3 separate regions of the Pan troglodytes genome follow, and regions 1 and 2 are each linked to region 3. Evidence: chromatin contacts called from public Hi-C data. All regions are on one chromosome and are shown on one strand. The core of a region is the stretch at or near the end of the contact, and the rest is flanking DNA. Distances in the headings are between cores, read along the strand shown. Region 1 overlaps RAD51B (RAD51 paralog B). Region 2 overlaps RAD51B (RAD51 paralog B). Region 3 has its middle 20 kb from the start of ZFP36L1.

Region 1 (4,945 bases), core at 1,346-3,845, 730 kb before region 3:
ATGTTATTGGTGATGAGAAAGGCATATTCTGTTAGGATTAATTTCTAATATTGGGGGCTTCTTGAGGGAATAATACTTCTGGGGCTTCCTGAAAGTTCAGAATGGCAGGCATTAAAAGATGCCTGGGGCCAGGCGCGGTGGCTCATGACTGTCATCCCAGCACTTTGGGAGGCCAAGGTGGGTGGATCACCTGAGGTCAGGAGTTCGAGACCAGCCTGACCAACATGATGAAACCTCATCTCTACTAAAAATACAAAATTAGCTGGATGTGGTGGTGCATGCCTGTAATCTCAGCTACTCGGGAGGCTGAGGCAGGAGAACCACTGGAACCCAGGTGGTGGAGGTTGCAGTGAGCCAAGATTGCACCATTGCACTCCAACCTGGGCAACAAGAGCGAAACTCCATCTCAAAAAAAAAAAAAAAAAAAAAAAAAGAGAGAGATGCCTGTGACAGCCCATACTATTTCTGATTCCCTAGGGTCCACTGATCCCCAGAGATTCCATTAATTTGATAATGCTCTTTATTTTGGGTAGCTAGCATATACCAGAATTGGACCCTGAACCTATGGATTAAGTTTGGGTTTGGGGCCTAATTCTAGTCTAATAATCAGAGTAGCAGGGTGTTCTGAGACCCTCTGGAGACTTTTCCCATTGTCAAAGTACCTCTAGCCAGTCTACCTTAATTAGCAAAGATATCATTCCCATTATGATTCATCATGATTGACTGGTCTATATGATGGATTACCGATTGTAGAAAACTCTGGATTATTATAGTATTATGCTTAGAAAACCATTCTGTTCAAATGTTAAAGGGTTGACAACAGCTCACTTTCTTCTGTGGTTTAACAGAAAGAAAGTTCGCTGTGGAACCAGAAAAAAAATCTGGCTCCATCGGTGATTGAGCTATGGGGCCTTGAACATCCTGTGAGGATGTTACAGAGTCATTTACTCTCTGTAACATTACCTGGTAATGCCTAATGTGCATCATGGTTAGAATTGAAGGTCATGTATATGTACCATTACATTGTTGATATTAAATAAATAAGAACTGATAGTATTTTTATTAACTTAAAATAATTATTTTATTGACTTAAAAATAATATTTTTAAATATTTAATTATATAATTATTATATATAATTATATAATAATTATATAATTATATATATTATATATAATTATATAATATATTATATAATTATATATATTATATATAATTATATAATATATTATATATATTATATATAATTATATAATATATTATATAATTATATATATTATTATATATAATTATATAATATATTATATAATTATATATAATATAATATATAATTATATAATATATTATATACTTATATATAATTATATAATATATTATATATACTTATATATAATATATATAATTATATAATTATTTAAATAAAAATAATAACTATTATTTACTACTCTAGGGCCCTAAGTGAGCACTTATTGTTAGAATTTATTGTTAGAATTCCAGATCAAAATCAAGGATCTCATTTCTCCATGAATCTAAGAGCTATTATTGGTGATGTCTTTGGTATAAGTTTTTGTAAGGACAAAGGTTTTGTTACAGTCCTGGCCCTACTAAAATGTCTTTTATTGACCTGCATGCTATCATAGTAAATAGAGAGAAAAGAGATAAAATTCTAGACTTTTTAAGGTATATGGAAATAAATCGAATTTACTTATTTACTTTTTTACCATGACCAATTTGGATCACTGTCATTTTCCATGAATGTGTCTCAGGTTTTTGTTTTTTTAATAGAGAGAGTTAGCTGTTTCAACCTCTCTTTCTTTTGTCTAATAACTCCTCATTTTTTTCTCCCTCTTTTTTCGTCTTCTTCCTTTCTTTCAGATTATTGGAAACTTTCTCATGTTGCAGCATTTGCTGCTATCAATTATGCCAGAAAAGCTTTCTGTGTACTAGCAGTGTTATGGGATCGTGTGTGTGTGTGTGCATGTGTGTGAGACAGAGAGAGAGAGAGACAGAGAGAGAGGTGGGGGGAGATTGAGATGGAAAGAGTGGCGGGGGATGAAGGAAGTGGGGGAGAGAAATAAATGGTGTCTGGGGTAATTGTGCTGGTGTTTTTTCCTGCATGAGAGAAGCTTCAGATGTCTGTCTGGCTTTGGCTCAGTTGCTGTATGGGCGTAACTGAAGAAGGAGGTTGGGGTAGAGGAGAAGGCAATTAAAACTTTGAACACCTTAAATGCCCTTCCTAATTAAGTGGTGAGGATGGAAAATGAAATACCTTCTTATGCTTCATTTCTGTTCTCCGTTTAAAAGTCTGTGGAGGGATCAGAGCTCATGTCCTTAGAAAGGACAGAACTTTCAAAATAACAACTCTGAAGAACAAGTTTAAAAAAAATTTCTCATCATTTTATGCTTTTCATGAACTTTTCATATAAAGCCATCATTATTTTTTTTTCCTGGGCCCCCTTACCTATATCCTCTCCCCACTCTCATTAGTCACTCCAACTTTGAAGCACCCAATTCTCTGGAGTATTAATGGAGACAGTTCAAGTATCTAACTGCTGTTTCCTTTGTTCAAGTTGCTTTTGGTCCTTGCTGGGAAATGCTCTGAAAACTGAACCAGCTACTGAACACAAAGGCTGACGGTGTTGTCCCTCCTGGTAATGTACTGTGTGATTTGTTCCCCTCTCCTGTTCATGACTCATTAGTCTCTAAGTACAGAAAAGGTTGCTCCTCTGGAATAAAAGGAACGGACCCAGCTCGGAGTCCTTTTTCGCCTTTTCCTGTGTTTTATTTGGGTGCACTCACAGTTCTCCATCTTCATTAGTGACCCAGCAGGGGGCTGGCACAGGGTTGAGACTAGCTTTTGCTGGTTCCCTGGGGTGTATCAGAGACCTCAGAACTCAATACCCTACTATAAAAATAAAATACTGTGCTTCAAACGACCTTTTGATGGAACAAAGCCATACATCCCAATCTGCCTGGGCCTCTCAAATTGAGACCATGCCAAGTGCCAGATTTGCATTTTGCACATGCCCTCCCACCATCCCCTTTCCCCCTTCCTCTAAATGTGGTTCTTTTGGTAGCCTCAGTGTCAGGTAAATGTTTATGTGTGTGTGAAAACGCAGACTTTGGCAAAGACCTTTTGTATTTAAATTACACTTCAAGATAGTAGTTTCTTGTAAGAGATGTAGGCAGCAGATATTTGTGGGCTTTTATGCCCTAAATGATATCATTTTAGATTTATATATGTGGGCTTTTATGCCCTAAATTATATTATTTTAGATTTATATATGTGAGCCTTTATGCCCTAAATTATATTATTTTAGATTTATATATAAAGTTTAGGAAAGTAAGCGGAAACTAGAAGTGCTATAAAAAACTGAGTTACATATTTAAAATTCAAGTTATTTTTTCTGGTTTTCCAGAGTGGCCAAATTATTTTCTTACTTAAAACCTAGGCACCCTAGAGCCATGTGTGTGCATGTGAACTCTACTAAAGTGAGACACTGACATGAACATAGAGTCCATCAGACCTTTGTATCAAGAGCTTGGAGTACTCAGAGCATCGTATCTCGTTAGTCTTCCAGCATTGATGTGCTTTAGCTCTTGGGAACAGATTACTATACTTATTTTAAAGCAACAGGGCAAATAAAAATAGAGATCTTTTGGTATTGAATGACCAGCATAACTTTAGAAAATCCAACTCTCTTATCCTTCATTTTTACATCATAGTTACAGTAACAGGTTAAGATTAGCTTTTAATAGATTGTTCTAAATTTCTTTAGGTTTCAAAACATATTGCTATGACATTTAAGTAATACTTTTAAGACTGTATGAGACTTAGGGCCTTGGTTTGTAGAGAATATTCAGTTATTTAAGAAAAGTTCACTTTGATTCTATAGTAAAATAATGTACAGGTGCAAATGTGTGATGTTATTATTGGTTTGTACTTCAGGTTTGCAAACATACCCTAATTTTTTACAGAAAGTATATGGTAGACTCTTTATTTTAAAAAATGTTCATAGTCTGGGTCTGTATGATTTTATTTATTTTGTTTATTTATTTATTTTTATTATTATTATTATACTTTAAGTTTTAGGGTACATGTGCACAACATGCAGGCTTGTTACATATGTATACATGTGCCATGTTGGTGTGCTGCAACCATTAACTCGTCATTTAGCATTAGGTATATCTCCCAATGCTATCCCTCCCCCCTCCTCCCACCCCATAACAGTCCCCAGAGTGTGATGTTCCCCTTCCTGTGTCCATGTGTTCTCATTGTTCAATTCCCACCTATAAGTGAGAACATGCGGTGTTTGGTTTTTTGTCCTTGTGATAGTTTGCTGAGAATGATGGTTTCCAGCTTCATCCATGTCCCTACAAAGGACATGAACTCATCATTTTTTATGGCTGCATAGTATTCCATGGCATATATGTGCCACATTTTCTTAATCCAGTCTATCATTGTTGGACATTTGGGTTTGTCCCAAGTCTTTGCTATTGTGAATAGTGCCGCAATAAACATACATTTGCATGTGTCTTTATAGCAGCATGTTTTATAATCCTTTGGGTATATACCCAGTAATGGGATGGCTGGGTCAAATGGTATTTCTAGTTCTAGATCCCTGAGGAACCGCCACACTGACTTCCACAATGGTTGAACTAGTTTACAGTCCCACCAACAGTGTAAAAGTGTTCCTTTTTCTCCATATCCTCTCCAGCACCTGTTGTTTCCTGACTTTTTAATGATCACCATACTAACTGGTGTGAGCTGGTATCTCATTGTGGTTTTGATTTGCATTTCTCTGATGGCCAATGATGATGAGCATTTTTTCATGTGTTTTTTGGCTCCATATATGTCTTCTTTTGAGAAGTGTCTGTTCATATCCTTCACACACTTTTTGATGGGGTTGTTTATTTTTTTCTTGTAAATTTGTTTGAGTTCATTGT
Region 2 (4,902 bases), core at 1,217-3,716, 570 kb before region 3:
ATCACAGATTGCCTGGAAATATAAGCTACTAACACATCTTGTTTCCCTGTGCAGGTTGTAGACCCCCTGAAGGTAGAAAGTCTAGTTTTTCTTACATATCAGTGCATAATAAAAATTTGTTGAAAAATTAAAGCTCCTTTTTTCACCTTTTCATCTCCTCATTTTGAATTCAATAGTTTCCTCTAACGTTCAAACAGAGGAAGGTAGGGTACATAGCAATCAGGACTTTGCCTTACTTCATCAACATATACTTTTCAAGTACCTGCTAAGTGTTTAAAACTGTGCTAATTGCTGGGGTTAAGAATAATATTATAGCCACAATTTACTGAGCCCTTCCTAGGTGCTAAACACCATGCTAAATAAGTACTTTTCACACATTATCTCTTTTAATATTTGTGACAACCACATGAGGAAGATATTATTATTATCAGTATATTATTATGTAAGCTCTAGGTCAGAGAAGTTAGTAGCTTACTCAAGATCACCCACCTAGTTAGTGGTAGAGCCTCTTAATTATGGGATATGATCTACTCCTGGACATGATCTTGGGCATGGAGGCCCTAGAAAGCTTAAGCTCACCCTAAAGGAGCTGATGCTAGAGGCTGTCTGCTGATCATACTCCCCATAGGAGGACAGCAAGTGCTTCCTTGAAGGAGGCTCTTGGCACCACATTTTAATGTATACTATACTACTAATAATACTATAAGTAGTGTGTGCATCATATATTATTTATTACTGTTATTAAGATGTACTCTCCGGAATTAATTTACATCTAAAACCTGGGACTATTTAAAACAGAAATTTTAAAGGAAATCAATACCCGTTGCCTTCAGATTGCTCATTGCTTTGATTCACATATGATAATTAATGATATTTCTCTTTTTTCTAGCTAGGGAAATATTTTCAAGATTATTAAATTTTTTAAACTTGCGAAGGTTAAAAAATAAAGCATTATTCATATTTTTCCCTATTGTAAACTTTTTTATATTATGCACACTTTTAGGCAGAAACAACTTTCTGCATGTTAATATTTCTAATAGTTTATCTTTTTGGTTAAGTCATCCAGCTTCTAAGAATTATTGAGTAACATCGCTATTAAATTGTCATGGTTGATGTTATTTTATATTTTCTGAGACCTAGACCTTGCTGATTTTTTTGATCCAGGCTTTTCCTTCCTTAGGGAATTTAGTTTCCTTTTGTTCACTTATTTATAGCTCTGCTGTGGGTATGGTTTGGAGCCTTGGTTTTTATTGCTTTAATTGCTTGGTAGTAATTGACACACTGTACACATTCCAGGCCCCATGTTCCCTTTACATATGAATTCACACTACTTGATGACTCAAATAGACTATAATGAATCCCCTTTATCCTGGGATATCTTTGAGATTCTGGGTTACCGTGTTGGTCTGTTTCCTTTAAACATGGTTCTGGCAGTGTTGCCCTACTGGAAACAACTGACCTTTCATTTCTGCTGGTATTTCATCATTATGGGTGCATCCCAATCTAATTATATGTTGATTTGTAATGAACAGAGGCTTCCTCTCATTTAATTTTCTGTTGACTTTATATTCCCTCTGTTTGGAAACCTCCAAGATTATTGTATCAGTTTCAATTTTGTTAAACTGATGTCTTTTCGTGATGACCTGCTTCCAGTGTATTACTTTTTTATTCAGTGATTCTATCAACCAGTGTTATCTGTTAAAAAAAACAAAAACAACCACTGATATGCTGGTGGGCTCTATGCTGTCATCTAAAATGTTATAGAAAGATCTGTTTGTATTGTTATTGTTGCTGTGAATTAGTCCAATGGCCTACCTACTATATAAGATATATTTGACCTTAGGAGTGAAAAAAAAAATCTTAACCGGAATCCTCACTGAAGTCTGATTTGGGTACAATAAGAATTCATCAAAAACATAGAAGCTGCATTTCCTAGGAAATCGAGGCTTTTTCCTGTATTTGGGAGTGGTAAAGAATACGCCCAAGAACTTGGAACAGATAAAACATTGGCAGACAAACAAAAGATCTGTAGGGCAGGACTTCCTTTTTATTCTCCTGAGCTCTCTCTCCCATTGTTTCAGAGAAGATGGAGCAAACACCCAGACAGAAGCTGCTTCAGTATTGTCTTCTATTGATAGGCTGCTTGTGTTCAGTGATTCCTCTGGCCCATAGTGTCTGCTGGACAGTTGGAGGCTTTTTGAAGCCATTGTATTGTTAGAGAATAATTAGAGTGAATGAAACAGTGGGTAGGGGTTAACAACAATTCTTTGTTGCAAGCAATTGGTAGTCTTGGCATCAGTATTGGTAACAAGGCCAATCTACTGGAAGGAATCGAAACAAAAGATGGAAAAGTTGTGGTTGGTTTGTCTGATCCATCCAGCAAATCCACCCATGCATGGCCATTGTGTCCTGTGAGCTCTCTGGAAATGCCTTTGGTCACACTGCATTCCAAGCCACTGGGTGGGTAATCTCTGGGTAGTCTTGTACATGGATTTCCTAGACTTTCCCATAACAAAAATGGCAAGGCACAGGTGTTGTCTTGGCAATTAATCATACACTTTATAAAGAAAACAATGTCCTAACATTTGGGTAGATGAATGGCGTGGTAGAAAAGCCCCATGATGTTTCTTTTGGAAGGAGGGTTAAAGAATGCCGTAACACTAACTAGCTCAGATGTGTCGATTGATACCAAGGTGAAAACATCTAGGCAAAACCATAATCTATGTCCTCATTGTCTCCTCCATCTCCTCCAGACCTACCCTGTCCTCGTCCTAGGAGTTTATATTGTGATCTAGAGGAGGCCCAGCCAGGGTGGGATCTAACAAATTGGGGTGGGTATAAATTTAGTACTTCAAAGATAGTGGCTCTTATTGGAAAACTTTATAAGCTGAATGCCTATCTCCCCCTCACTAATTTAGGGAACTGCAGCTGCTGCTAAATTCTGAGTCAAATAGACTTGCAACTATGGTTGATCAGATTCGTGATGTATTAGTAACACATGGAAGTGGTGCCTTATGTCGGGGCCCTGGGTTCCTACTGGAAACCCATCACTTAGATTTGTATGATATTGGTATGATCTGCTAGTGTGTGATGCTTTGTTACATCCTCTTTTCAAGTCAGCTTTCCACCAGAGCTTCCCAAGAACAGAGAGGCCTGCCTCAAATATTTGGTTCAAATCATGCAACATAAGTTACCTTATATCTCTTTTCCTGTTGCTTATCTAAAAGGACAGAGACTCAGAGGCAGTTTAAAAGTGGAGGTGGGCATGTCTCCAAGGCGATTTATGACTTTAGACGCATATCCCTAAAAGGCGAATTCCTGCTCTCACAAGTTGAATAGGGCTCTAATCCCACAATCTGATTTAGGCCAAGAATGACTTACATTTGAAATCCCAAACCAAGACTGTTCAAGATTGGTATTAAAGTCGGAGCAATGAGGTGGAGGTAGTGTTCACCTCCACATTATTCTGAGAATGGGCCTGACCCTCATGGATCTGTGGGTGTGAGGAGTGGTGGTTGTCAGGAGCCGGGGAAGGTAGTGCGGGGAGTGAAGGAGGGGAGACAGCAGTGTGCTTATTTTCAGTTTGTCAGCTGCTCTGGAAAATGGCCAAAATGAATGAGATACAACAAGCCTTCAGGGCTGCTGTAAGCCAAGGAGAGACAAGGCCCCTCCTTTTAAAAAGCTCTGTGGAATTTAGACTTAAAGTTTTATATGTTATTTTGTTTAGGGTAAATGTGAAATCCCTAAACATTCCCCAGGAAATGTTAGCTCCCAGGAACACACAGTGGGCCCTAACTCCCTGGACAGAAGTACGTCTTGAGGGAGAAAAAAGAATTCAGCACCATTCCATGTAGCCTCCTGGCTCTGTTTGGCCGTGGGAGAAAGATTGATGAGAACCGTGATTAGATCTGTCTCTGTGGCCTCCAGCAGATTATTGGAAAGCCTTGAAAAAAAAAATCTTTTTGATAAAAAAGGATAGAAGTTCCAGTAGACAGGGGAAAGAAAAGGGCTAAATCTTCCAGGCCAAAATATGCCAGGGTTTGTACAAACCAGGGAGATGGAGCAAAGCTGAGCACTTTTATGAGAAGAGGCACTGGCATCAATCTAAAGGAGAGAGAATCTGGGACATTTAAGAAAAGGGGGCTTCCATATGGGAAGAAGGGCTTGTGAACCCAGTGTGGTGGTGAATTCTGTAACAGAAGTCACCAGCTGGGCTTTTTCTAGGCATGAGTTATCTTCTTTACTGGCAATCATGTTCCAAGTTTAATCTCTCCTCAGTGTGACTTTGGTCTCATGTTCACATCATGAAAACTCCAGGCTGTTTTTTGCTATACTCCTGAGTAATGTTGACATTTCTAAGGAGAGAGGAAATCTGGATAAATAGAGTTCTTTTCTTGGCATTGTTAAAAATATTACTAAAAAGAGCAAAGGGTGTTTTCAGAGCTAAGTGGAAGTAAAGTCTTTCTTTGCAATTTTGAAAGGCCAGGTAGGTGGCTGGGTACGCACTTTCTTGTAGCCTGTTTGTTTTAGCCCGCAGTGGTTTCTGAGCAGCTCTAAGTTCTGATAAAGGACACAAACACACCCATGCTACAGTGGCCATCTCACCTAATGCTGTCTTTTCTATCCTGTGACTGAAAATGTATGTAACTTGTAGGACATTTCTGAAAATTACATTATAGCTAGTCTATCACGGATTTTGAATTGTCTTTAAATTTTGCTATCAAAAGCAGAACAACAACTTGTCATCATAGAACTGGAAGGCATGGTTATTTTGTTTACCTCTTACTTTTTGCCCATTTGGAAACTGAAATTGCTTAAAGTTACATAGCTAGTTAGTGCAGGAACGGAAATGAAAAACTATTTCCTGATGCCTGGTTTATCACAATGGAAGGCTCTGCCCAC
Region 3 (4,362 bases), core at 1,632-4,131:
TTCACAATGCAGTCATAAGATTATCCTGAGCTTCTGAAAGCCCCCTGGCTCCAGAGAAGAGAGCAATCTCTGGCTGCTAAACCTTGAGTGCAAAGGCTAAGGGCACACCGGGGCCAGAATGCCTGGGTTCAAATCCTAGCTCTGCTATGTATTAGCTCTGTAACATTGGGCAAAGTACTTAACCCCTGTGTCCTCCTCTGTAAAATGAGGATAACTATGGCCCTATAGGGCAGAGTCGTTGCCTAGAACAGTAGAGAACTCAAAATTAATTTAGCAAGGGGCCCTCCTCTGCCCAGTGGGATGTGCTACTATTGACCCCATGGGGTTCTGGAAGAAATCAACATGCTACTACAATGGAAGGCATTTGAAGGAAGTGGAAAGTTTTCACAGAAAGTAGCCCAGAGACATGCACAGAGTGCTGCTCTCTGTGCAGACCAGAAACCCCAAAGATTTGTGCCTCTTTCTGTCAGAATGCAGCTTTCTGGAGCCCACCGGGCTATAGAAGCTGCATGGCGTCTGGAATGGGAATGGGTTGGCCTAGTCTTCCCCTGGAGGTATGGAGAGGAAAAGTGACACTTTCAGGCTTTGTGCAGGACAAGCAGAGAATATCACTCAAATCCAAGCTGGCTGCCCTGTGGGGGACACAGGCCCATGCCGGCAGGCCTGGGGAGAGCCACCGCTTGCTGAGGTTAGGCCAGCACCAGTGGGTGTGAGGAGCCCACCTCCAGTCTCAAGAGCAGGGTTGGGCTTCCCTGGATGGGGAGGAAAGGGTTAAGCCGGCTTGGGCTCTGGAGGGAAAGCACTCGGCAGCTATAAACAGAGAGCCTAGGGAGGGAGGGGGCTGACAGGATGTGGCCAGGGCTCGAGCTGTCTGATTATTAACTTCACTTTTATTTGGAGGGGGATTCGATTCTCTGTTTTACTTCCCATCAAGGAAGTGAAAGCCCAGGTCTCAGAGGGGCCTGGTTTCAAATTGTTTTGTCACAGCTCATTTATTTTTCCTTTTAAATAAATAAACAAAACCACCTCTTTGTTTTCCCCTTAATGAGCATTCAGCAAATCATCTGTGGGTGAGGCATGAACGGGGTTTTCTGGAGTCCTTCATGGGAGAACGTTTGGCTTATTATTTTAAAAGGAAAAAGCAAGGATGTCTCCTTTAGCTCCCAGTCTTCTCCAAGGCTGTGAAGGCACTTTCTCTTTTGCCTCCTCTGAAATACCGACCTAGACCAGCGAGGAGTCTGAAATCACAGCCTCAAGCCCGGCCAAGGCCCCAGGAGCTTCTTGGTTGGACCTTGGGGCTGGACCCGCAGCCTGCCATTCCATCTGACAGGCCCTGACCCTGAGGCCACGCAGAGGAAGCACCCAGCACGGGCTCAGTGGTTTGTCTTCTTGCTTGGGCTCAGACCCATGGCTTTTGTTCCTCTGACACCCTGACATTTCTACTAAAATAACAAAGCAATTAAACACACAAAAGGATTCCATGACAGCCTTAAAAAACACCATTACATGTTCCTTTACCCAAGGTTGAAAACATTCGGGAACTTGATTTCCAACATCAAAATCCAGATCAAAACCCATTCAACAATCCCATGATCCCCTTGCAACAACCCTTTCCTGGCCAGCATCACAGGGTGCCGACCCTCACAGGGTCTCACAATTCAACAATTCAGTGAGAGAGGATGCAGCAACAAAGACTGTAACGAAAAAACAGGAGAGTCTACAGCTGAAGCTACTGCTACTCAAGGTGGGCAGAGAAGGGAAGAGATGGATTCTGTTGGAAACTAAGAGGGGAAATCCAGGAAGGCTTCCTGGTGGAGCTGATCTTTAAGCTGAACCTTGAAGGACTGGTAAGATGAACGGATGTTCTGGAACCTGAGAAACACCCAAGTGCCAGAGAGACAGCATCCATGTGTGAACTACGCTAGACAGAGGCAACAGGCGTGGTGGGGCCTGGGGCTCCTCAGAATGGCATCTCAAGTTCCCATGGTGGTCAGGGACTGGAATGCATCGGCCGCCTGGAGCCAGCTCCGCGGGGCCAGTCCCTGACCTCTGGCTCGGAGATTGGTGTGCCCGGTGAAGGAGTTGCCCAAGCATCTTAGGCAACCAGATACTACGCCTGGCCTTGGACCCTGCCACTTGCCTGCCCCACAAAAACCTGCTGACCGCTGTGACCTACTTTAACGCCCTCTGACTTTCCGCTCTTTGAATAGGGGCAAAAAGAAGAAGGGCGACTGGCGCCATCCAATTCACTTGAGGCTCGGAGGCTCAGGCCTGCCTTCCCGGCGGCTACTGGGGTGGCGTTTCCCAGCACCCCCGGGAAGCTACCAAGGTCCAGGGCTCTCCTGGACTTCTGCGACGCCCACGCACTCCTGCGGCCGAGCTTCGCGGTCGGGCTCTCCCGTCGCCACCCCGGCGTCTGCTCAGCCGCGAGCGAGAACCAAGCCGGGCAGGGCGCGGGGCCCGGGCGAGGCCGCCAAGATGGCCGACGCGATCGGCAGCGCGCGGATCACGCGGGAAGGCTGCCCTTGGCCTCCCGGGAAACAGCCAAGGTTCCGCCGCCCTCCTTGGCGCTCTGCCCCGGCCGGCCTGCCGGGATCTCCTCCCCGGCGCGGTCTGCGGCTCCCGGGGCCTCGCAAACCTTCCAGGCCCGAGGCCATCCAGACGCGCACACCAGGCCCGGCCCGCGAGGGGAGACACAGGGGCCGGGGCTGCGGCGGCTGAGCTCCCTGGGCGGCTCGGAACGCAAGGGGCCGGCGAGCCGACGCTGCTGCAGGAGGCTGCGGCGTGGGGCGAGGTTCTCGCTACGGCTTGGTTCCCGTCCTCCCGCGGCCGCTCTCCCCCGGAAGCCCTCGGAGGCAGCACGATGGACGTGGCCACACTGCCCTCCAGTGGCCAGCTCGCCGAACAACACGTCTGGGCCCCTTTTGGGGGTCTGGGTGACGTGTCCACCCTCTCTCTGCTCTTTGCTACATTTGAAGGTGGGGTTTGCCATCCATGGTTCCTCTTACAGGTCACCAAAGCTGCCACAGTGCACACTCACCCAACAGCAGGGGATTTGCCGCCTTCGGTGGTTCTCAAACTTTAGTGTGCACCGGAATCCCCCCTTGGACAGTTCTTTCAAACCCGGATTGCTGGGTCCCCCAACCAAGTCAGAGAATTTGCATTTCTAACAAGTCCTCAGGCGATGCTGAGCTGCTGGTCCGCTGGTCCTGGAGCCACACTTAGAGAACCACTGGCTCGGCTCACTCTTTCTCTCACGGGGTTTCTGTCATCTACTCATTTAATACAGAATATGTCCTGCTAGCCCCGGAGGACGAGTGGACGGAACAACTTTCTCACCCCTCGCGGAGCTTAGTCTAACGGAGGAGACAGACTTGTTTCAACAAATCACCTAGAAAGAAATATAAGATTCCATTTGAAAAGACTTTCAAATTCCTATGAAGGAAAAGAATCAGGTGCTCAGAGAACATATATAAATGGGGCACTAATTTAGATTTGGGATGGGAAGGTTCTTGAGGAAGACCTCTCTGAGGAAACCCTTAAGCTGAGGCCAGGAGGAGGGATGAGGTCCTGAGGGGAATGGGGAGGGGACTGGAACTGGCAGGCCGAGCAGGTAAGATGCAGACCCTGGCTGTAGAAGCAGAGACTGGTAGGGGGCCAGGCAGGGGGTCACAGCCTCCTAGGCCCATGCCTCTGGTACCCACAGAGCTGCCTCCTCAGAAGGGCAGCATCCAGGGGAGAAGAGGGCCTGCCTGCATGCTCAGATCTTAGCTACCCCCGTCAGTGCCAAGAAGAATGCTCCACCTTGAGGAACCCCAGCCAGGTGCCCACAGCCCACAAACTTCTCTTTGCCTGAGCAGATTTATGTAGGTCCCTTCTGTAAGGCCTGAAGGGCAGTCACATCTGATGGAACCAGGTCTGCTGAGTAATGATGAATAGACATGATGTTACCATCTACCCATCAATGCCCTCAGTGTGCCATCTCCTCCCTCCTGCAGTCCAGGATCCAGCTGTTTCTCCAATGAGCATTTTTAAGCACCTACTATGTGCTCTGCACTAGGATCACTGCAATGCTCTGTGGGGCATGGCACAAAGAGGCCAGCCTGCCCTAGGAGGCGCCAAGCACCCTGGAGGGCAGGTAGGTGGAGTACACCCTCCCCGCCCCAGTCTCAGCTCCAGCCTGCTGTGTGCACCCCCACCCCACCCAAACGTCCCTGGGGTCACTCATTGCAGGTGGGCCAGGCTGACAAATGGCAGCCAGGAATTCTAGTGTTCTAATGATTCTTACTTTGTATCAATGCCAGCTTGATGGCAGGGGCCAGGATGACCACCAACCACTGCCACTTTATCCCTTGTGCTGAC

What was found. A called contact is a pair of places that touch in the nucleus more often than the background predicts.
Region 1: a Hi-C map of stem cell-derived neural progenitor cells shows a contact between it and region 3, with 4 times the contacts expected there. The contact joins two enhancer-like sites. A contact is called at or near these places in 2 of 7 Hi-C or Micro-C datasets (induced pluripotent stem cells and stem cell-derived neural progenitor cells).
Region 2: a contact with region 3 is called in a Hi-C map of stem cell-derived neural progenitor cells, with 15 times the contacts expected there. The contact joins two enhancer-like sites. A contact is called at or near these places in 5 of 7 Hi-C or Micro-C datasets (blood, induced pluripotent stem cells, a lymphoblastoid cell line and 1 more), 1 of 1 datasets of contacts at active chromatin or transcription factors (stem cell-derived excitatory neurons) and 1 of 1 other capture datasets (stem cell-derived neural stem cells).

The regions. Positions count from the first base shown.
Region 1 is chr15:66,069,401-66,074,345 of NHGRI_mPanTro3-v2.0_pri, forward strand. The region is part of intron 7 of RAD51B (RAD51 paralog B); the gene reads left to right. Among named protein-coding and RNA genes, the nearest start is that of RAD51B, 270 kb to the left of the region's middle. Within about 2 kb of position 2,596, at least 5 of the 24 cell types and tissues checked have an H3K27ac peak or open chromatin away from gene starts, as enhancers often do. A contact at or near this core is called in stem cell-derived neural progenitor cells, where this site is marked.
Region 2 is chr15:66,226,790-66,231,691 of NHGRI_mPanTro3-v2.0_pri, forward strand. The region is part of intron 7 of RAD51B (RAD51 paralog B); the gene reads left to right. Among named protein-coding and RNA genes, the nearest start is that of RAD51B, 430 kb to the left of the region's middle. Within about 2 kb of position 2,467, at least 7 of the 24 cell types and tissues checked have an H3K27ac peak or open chromatin away from gene starts, as enhancers often do. A contact at or near this core is called in stem cell-derived neural progenitor cells and stem cell-derived neural stem cells, where this site is marked.
Region 3 is chr15:66,795,365-66,799,726 of NHGRI_mPanTro3-v2.0_pri, forward strand. No RefSeq gene overlaps it. Among named protein-coding and RNA genes, the nearest start is that of ZFP36L1, 20 kb to the left of the region's middle. Within about 2 kb of position 2,882, at least 16 of the 24 cell types and tissues checked have an H3K27ac peak or open chromatin away from gene starts, as enhancers often do. A contact at or near this core is called in stem cell-derived neural progenitor cells and stem cell-derived neural stem cells, where this site is marked.